2 separate regions of the Mus musculus genome follow, and region 1 is linked to region 2. A link is a contact called in public Hi-C data. All regions are on one chromosome and are shown on one strand. Each heading gives the region's core, a stretch centred on a gene start, on an enhancer-like site or on the middle of the called end of the contact. The rest is flanking DNA. Distances are from core to core; before and after follow the strand shown.

Region 1 (3,978 bases), core at 1,457-3,956, 69 kb before region 2:
ATAGCTAAGGCTATATAGTAAGACCCTGTATCAAAAACAAAACAAAACAACAACAACAACAGAAAACCCAGCATGGTTTGGACAGAGCTAGTCCATGAACCAAGCTGACCGATCTCCTAGCTAGTGATTTCACCATGCCAAGTGTATGACTGAGAGGGCTATTATGAAGAATTAAAGACCTCCTGGTAGAGAGCCCAGCGCTGCTTTCATATGTGGCTTTGTTCAGTTACACCATAATTCAGTCAGTAAAATGTTAGCTTTGCAAGTATGAGGGTCTGAGTTCAATCCCTAGAACTCATGTTAAAACAAATGCTGGACATGGTGCTGCACAATTATAATTCTAGTGCTAAGGAGGCAAAAGCAGGTGGATTCTGTTCACTTGGTGGGTGTATCAGTGAGCTCCAGGCCAGTGAGAGACCTCTTCTCAGACAGAAAAGTGGGCAGCATCCATGAAACCCCATTCAAGTTTGCCCTCTGACCTCCACATGCCTACGTGCACATATACCTTTCACACACAGATGCAACACACAAGGACCCACAGTCATACACACATACACACAGACATGCAAGGTACACACACACACACACACAGAGACACACACAGACAGACACACATATACACATACACACTGTATAAATTGATGTAGATCAGTATCTGCACCATATATTGCATGGTGCAACCCAACAATGTAGCCCATAGGGTTCCTCCCCAGTGGTATTGATTCTACTTAGAAGTTTCTGCAGTTTACAACTTGATGGCATTAGCTGTGTGTTCCTTAATTCCTGGCCGAATGGGTAATGACAGCTCTACTGGAGATGCACACAGCCATTCACATTGCCCTTTCTTGTCCAGGACTCAGTCTCTTCTAAGGTGGTCCAGAGGGTGGTCTTGAAGACACAGCCTACTCCTGTCATCTGGGAGAGATCCATGTGTTTGCAAAGTGTTCCATTCTGGGTGCAAACCACAGCTGTGCTTTGAGGCGATCTGTGTTCAATTATAGCAAAATGTTAAATTAGCTGAAAGACAATTTTTCTGGTCACTTGAATTTGCCTTTTAGACTTCATTAATCATTCAATAATTAAATCACTCATGTTAACCCTTTCTAACCAGGCTCCTAATACTCAGCTTTCTGTTATCTGTTAGACTTTTCTTGTACAATTAACCTGGGGCCATGGTCTTTCTCCATTCAAGCCCCAGATGGTTGGACGTCTGCTCCAGGCATGTCTTATCAGGCTTGGAGTCTTCAGCTCTCTTTGTAACTCTATGGATAATGATTTACTAAATCTTATTCAACCTATGAAAATCTCTTTCTTATAAAATGAAGATATGCTCAATTTAAAATGAACTAAACCTCATTCCAAAGAACCTCTTGTTTCATTCTGAGTTCACTGGTACTTTATGGACAGTTAGTACTATCTTACATTTTATTCCATATTCTAAATATTATTTTTTTCATGAGAGATATTGTCAATAGTCTTTGTCTTCCCTCCAGCCTCTGGTGAGAGTTGGAGACAGAAGACTAGCCAATGACTTATGTCTAAGCCTTTGGCTAACTGCCTATTCTAAGAAGTTGTGAGGAGCCTTAAACGTTAGTTAGATAAATGTCTTAAGTGACTTTAAACATTTATTTTGTTGTTCTTTTTGAGAATGTCACACACGAATAATGTATTTACATCGTTTATTTCCATTCCACCCTCTCCCTGCTCCAACTTTTCCTGCATGCTTCCCATTCTTTCTCAAGTTTCTTCACAGTGATGCCAGGTGACATCACAACATAGATAGGGGAAATCTCATAAGACACTACCCTTAGATCAAGAACTACAGGCAACCAATGACTACTGAGAAGGGAAGAATCTGCCTTCTCCTGGCACAAGCTCCCAGATAGGTTAGCCAATCCCAAGTGGTTAGTTTTAAATACACACACACACACACACACACACACACACACACACACACACACTGGTTAGCAATGGCCAACAAGTTGAATTTATATAAACGTATGTGACTAAAGACTTTGTCCTATTTGTAAAAGAATACTCACCCAGCAGGCAGGGCAGGCTCACCTGCATTCAGTCCCTTAAGGAAGGCAAGCACTCTTCCACAGTGAAGCCAGCAGCTCTTACTACTGGGAGGTTTGGGAAATGAGAGTGTGATATTCCGTTTTCCTTCTTCTTGCTCCTCTAAATGATGACAAATTGCCTGGCTGTAAATTTGAAAGTCCCTAAATGGCATTTTTTATCAAAGCCTTTCTCACAAAATGCTTACTGGAAGAGATTTAGAAGTCTTGGGAGGCTGGGTGGCAGGAGCGAGCTGGGCTGATTATTATGCACCGTGACACAGTGCGTTATGCATTACGCACAGTGCATTATGCATGGTTCTTGCTCTTCTGCCTTTTAAACTCTTGTTATGGATGATGAAGCTAATTTAAACGGACAAACGGGTGCTCTCCTGCGCATTACCCCTGTGATGTCATATTCTTCCTCCAAGGAGTTTCGAGGCAGCCTCCCTTGGAAGCTTCCCAAACACACACATTTTAGTAAGACACTTTAATAATTAGCTTAGAGATCATTGTCAGTCAGGGGGAAATAACCTTTTATCATAGGTGCTTTGAAAGTGGCGCGTTCCAGGGAAGAAAAGAGCGTTGCAATCTGCACTCATGCTGGCTTCTGGCTTCCCTTTCCCTCCTGGCGTTTGTGTGGAATAAAATACTACAAATGGGGAAAGAGTATGAATAAGGAGAAGAGTGGGTGTAGAAGGGGAAGCCAGAGCTGTCAAATTGTTAAGACAAATGGGGCTTAGAGAATCCTAATTAAACCTGAAATTGCTTAGAAACAGGAAGTATGCATTCCTAATTGTTGGTACCAGTTTTTTTTTTTTTCTTTTTAAGACCTAATTTACTCTGTGTCTTTAAGTAAGGATAACCCATTATTTGGCTGTCCCAGATTTCAATCTTTAACCCACTGAGGAGATGAAGAGAGTGTCTTTTAAAAGGCTCCAAATATCACTTGCATCAGATAAAAAGTCACAACGGAGCAGGGCTGGAAGCTGCCTGTAGAGTTCTGTTTTGAATATTCTTCTCCTCTGTGGAGTCTGGTTATATCCTTGGAAAAGCAATGTCCGAATGCTCAGTAATATTGGTTGCACATTTGACGCACACACACCAGCGTTCTTGAAATGAGAAAGAAAGCAAGTTTGTTCTAGAGACACCTTGCAGTGTGACTTCAGTAGTAATGGCGGGTGAGGACTCTGCTTCCTGAGAAGCTGCTATGGCCTCAGAAGTGGGTGTGAATAGCACCCCCTTCTCCTCTGTCATGGAGATGATCAGTGCCCCTCACCCCTTTTGTACTTAGGGACAGACTTCCAGCCCTCGAAGTCTCCAGTTCTTCATTACAAAATTCAGAACAATTCAGGATGGATCACTGACCTTCCTTCAAATCTCTGTCCAAGCTTCACACCACAGTGGCTTCCAGCAGCACCGTAGTTTCCATTATTTTCAAAAGTCATATTAGACTCAGATCCTTCTCTTAAATCCAACTTCTTCTTCTGTGTCTTCTGACATTGTTTCCATGACAGACTGGAGAGAGCTACAGGACAACACTATTCGGGTCTCAGGAGACCTCAGCCATGCTGCCTTGCTGAGGTAATGGAACTTGAGTGGTTCTGATCTACTGAACTCTTTCTATATGATAGACCCTGGGTTAGAATTTCTAATTCCTAACTCTAGTTGTCACAGAAACCTGTCCTGCATCATAAATAGTCAAAGGATTACTCAGGGTCATAGAGGTGACCTCACATCATCAACATTGGGATGATGTTAAAGACCTAAGTCCCTATGATCTCTACTTCATGACACAATTATAAAGAAGTACAGTGGTCATAACACCTGTGGAAATGCCCAAGAAAAGGGAACTAACAGGTGCTGGTCACTTTTATTATTACCTTTTCAATATCCTCCTTGGAAAGCAGACCCAATCACA
Region 2 (3,650 bases), core at 1,063-3,562:
CTGCTTTCCTCCCATGGCCAGCACAGTTGTACAGTATAAGTACAAGTGTGTGTGTGTGCGCACGTGTGTGTGTGTTATAGAATGTTGACCATGAGAAAGTTTCTCAGATACTGGAAGGAAAATTAGATGTAGACACATCTGCACACTAATAATCAGCTGTTAACATTGTTCTTTCAAATCACTGTATCCATTCATCTGATCTGCCAATCATGGGGCAGGTACTCTTAGGCAGTGGAAGGCTAGATAGGAAATGATGTTCACATCTGAGGGGCTGGCTCACAGCCCAGGATGAGTACCAAGTGTCATTAAATAGTGACAATCATCATATGTGGCCTTCACTACAGTCTTGTCTCTCCAGAAGTGTTTTGTGGCCATCATTCCTACACTTTTATCTCAAATCCGAGCCGGAATCTTCCAGTTTTATTATCCATGTAGTTAATTAAAACTAGTTTAGAGGCAAAAGTAACTTATTTTGCGAAGCATGTTCACTTGAAATTGTCTCAATAATTGCATGAGCTATTTTGGGAATGAGAGCTAACATGTAATTAATTGCGGGACCCTTGTTCACATCCCCCTAGAAGAAGAGTCTCTGAGGAGATGAGTTCGTAGAAATGATGTCTATTTTAAAGCTGAGGGTGCATCTCATCTTCATTATTCTCTGCATCTTACTAGGAAAGCATGAGAACCTAGACATTGCTGAATCAAGCTCTAAGGCCCTTGACTTTGCCTGTTCATTGGAAACATCCTTGCAAAGCCTTCAGTGCTGGGAGACCTAATTGGCAGAGCATCCTATCATACATGAAGGCAACATCTGCCTCACATGGACATCTTAAGGTCCAAAGGGCCATGTGAAAACACTCAGTCTTTCCAAACAGAGGAGTCACCATACTGTCTCCATAATTTCACTACCATCATCTCAGAATAGTTCTTGACTGACTTTGTTTCTTTCTGTTAAAAGAATAAATTTCTCCCTCCAAATTTCATTAAGTTGAAACCATAAACTCAGGTGCCTTAGAGTGTGCATATATTGAGGATCACCTTAAAAGGGGTGATCAAATCAAAAGAGATTATTAAGGTATGTCTTAATTGAACATTGCTATGTAATTATGAGAATGGAGATCAGGATGTAGACATACACACAGACACACACGCAGAGACACACACACAAACACACACATACAGACACACACTGCAATACTTTGGTCTTGAAACTGTGCCAAAAGTAAAGGAAAATACATCTCTGTGGTTGAAACCGTGAGATTCTGTGGTGTTTTGTCAGAGTGATCGAGCAAGTTCATACACTCTCTATTCCCATGAGGTATATTGTGCCCCTCTCTGGCATCTGCTTTCCCTTCTGCCATAAGAAATGAAATGCTCCTGCTTCATGAACCAGATGAGTTCACACAAAACACTGAGGAGTATGTACTACAGAATTTAGTCAGCACCACCTCCTGTTAATATTGTACTGGTAGTTTAGGTGGCCGAATGCCAAATAAAACAAATCAAGAGCCAGTCTAGTCCCATGTCTCTTCAGAAGTGCAGTGGGGTAGTTCACAGTTCCCATGGAGAACTTCTTCAGAACATTCAAGATAACAACAGTCACCATTTTTTCTACTCACTGAGGTGTTTTTATGTGGCCTTTGGCATTCTCCAAATTTCTGGCCTTCTATGTTAAACAAAGGTGTCAAACTAGTTGTTATTTTGACATTTTTAACTGAATAGAATCAGTCTTTATATACTGCCATGCAAATAATCCTGTGTTCATGGCCTGGGGGGGTCATAGGTTAATTTTCTAAAGACTGGTTGTGATGGCATTTATATTGAACAGCACCAATCCTACTGGTATTTTTCAGTTACTTTCCAGTTGATGTGATGTAATATCTGACGAAAAGCAGCTTAAGGTAGGAAGGTCTATTCTAAATCACGTGGTGCAGTGTGTCTATCATGGTAGCAGGAGTGTGAGGTCATCTGTAGTCATGCAGCAGAGAGAAATGAATTAGTGCTCAGATCGCTTTCTCCTTTTGATTCAGGCCAAAGCCCAGCCCATGGGAAAGGACTAGCTCACATTTAGTATGGGTCTTCTCTGCTCATTTAAACCTTTCAGAAAATACCCTCATACACAGAGATGTGTTTCTATGGTGATGCTAAATCTTGTCGACTTGTCAGTGAAGAGGAACCACACAACACCTAAGCTAGTTGTATGCATGGCATTTTCAATAAGATTCTTTAAGCACCCCTTGTATACAGATGAGACATTGGTGACATAGGCTCTGGAGCAGTGTGGATTCTGGTTCCTATTTCATCATCTCCTGCAGTCCTGTTGCCTTAGCAACACTCTAACAATATCTCACTGCAGATCTCACTTACGTGCAAATAGCCATGGAGAGAGAGATGGGCCACATACCTACTCTGGCTCTGGGGCATTCCCTGAAGGGTCGCAGGGGTTCCTTATGGTAGCATCTCAGTTTTGTCTATCTCCTCAAGGAGAGATTTTCACTAAAGTTCTACAAATACTGTGCCTGGTGATATCTTCTTGCTCTCTCTTGAAAATGGGTAATCCTGAGTTGATTTAATTTGAAATATGCCAGTAGTTACTTCCAGGCAGTACAGCTTAATTTGGTTTTCAAAAGTTATCAGTGAGGGAATGTTTTAAAAGTCGTATTTTCCTTAAACATGTTCTGAAGAATTCCAGGCCAACCCAACCTTCCTGAAAAGATGTGTCTCTGTCACATTCCTTCAAATGTGTCAAATCCAAATCAACTAAAATTTCCATGGGATAATAGGCTTCTTTATGAGCTTTCCCTGTGTGGTTAGGGATAGGGGTGGTGGGGTGGGGAGCTGGACAGCTGGCCTCTTCCATGAATGACAAGGAGGTTTTAAGTATGAGGAAATGTCTTGGGTGGCTGCAGTGCCTCTGATTAGTACAGCCCATGCCTCATCTCACAGATTCTAGGGTTGTTGATGGAGTATCCTGTTGCCTGGAGGATGTTTGAGATCCATTCCGATACCTCACGGCAGGGTAGTAGGATCCTTCCTTCTTTAGATAAACTTGTGTGATTCAGCAGATATGTCGAAATCAGTGAATTCCAACTGAGATCCGATCTCTCCAAGGAAACACAGTGTGACTGTAAGTTACCTTTGATGCCACCGTGCCTTTGAATGTGTGATACTTTTGCTTTGGATTCAGACCTGGAGGAAGAAGGTACTCTGAAAAGCATGATTCCTGGTTTGGTTGCTTTCATCCTTGATCATAATTCTAATACTGAGACCTACTCAGAAGTAGATAATGTAGATTCTACAGAACAATAATAACAAGAAGAAAAGGGACAAATGCTGGAGTCAAAGACATTCCTTGGTAGATTTTGCTTTATTTTATTTTGCTTTATTTTATTTTGCTTCATTTTATTTTATTTTATTTTATTTTATGTTATTTTATTTTATTTTATTTGCTCTAGTGGAAGAACATACTATAGAGCCTTAGTTTGTGTAAACATAGTGGATTAAAAAGGAAAGTAGCAGCCTGTGTGTGTGTGTGTGTGTGTGTGTGTGTGTGTGTGTGTATGTGTTTGCCTGTGGAAGCCAGAGATCAATGTTACGCAACAAGGAATACTCAACATTGAGTGGGTGCAGGGATTGGTTAGAACTCAGGT

Evidence for each region. A called contact is a pair of places that touch in the nucleus more often than the background predicts.
Region 1: a contact with region 2 is called in a Hi-C map of cortical neurons, with 2.2 times the contacts expected there. The contact joins two enhancer-like sites. A contact is called at or near these places in 6 of 484 Hi-C or Micro-C datasets (bone marrow-derived macrophages, cortical neurons, forebrain neurons and 2 more) and 1 of 115 datasets of contacts at active chromatin or transcription factors (a beta-TC-6 cell line).

Annotation. Positions count from the first base shown.
Region 1 is chr16:97,143,444-97,147,421 of GRCm38.p6, reverse strand. All of the region lies in intron 1 of Dscam (DS cell adhesion molecule), which reads left to right. Among named protein-coding and RNA genes, the nearest start is that of Dscam, 25 kb to the left of the region's middle. Within about 2 kb of position 2,706, at least 14 of the 459 cell types and tissues checked have an H3K27ac peak or open chromatin away from gene starts, as enhancers often do. A contact at or near this core is called in cortical neurons, where this site is marked.
Region 2 is chr16:97,073,998-97,077,647 of GRCm38.p6, reverse strand. All of the region lies in intron 1 of Dscam (DS cell adhesion molecule), which reads left to right. Among named protein-coding and RNA genes, the nearest start is that of Dscam, 95 kb to the left of the region's middle. Within about 2 kb of position 2,312, at least 13 of the 459 cell types and tissues checked have an H3K27ac peak or open chromatin away from gene starts, as enhancers often do. A contact at or near this core is called in cortical neurons, where this site is marked.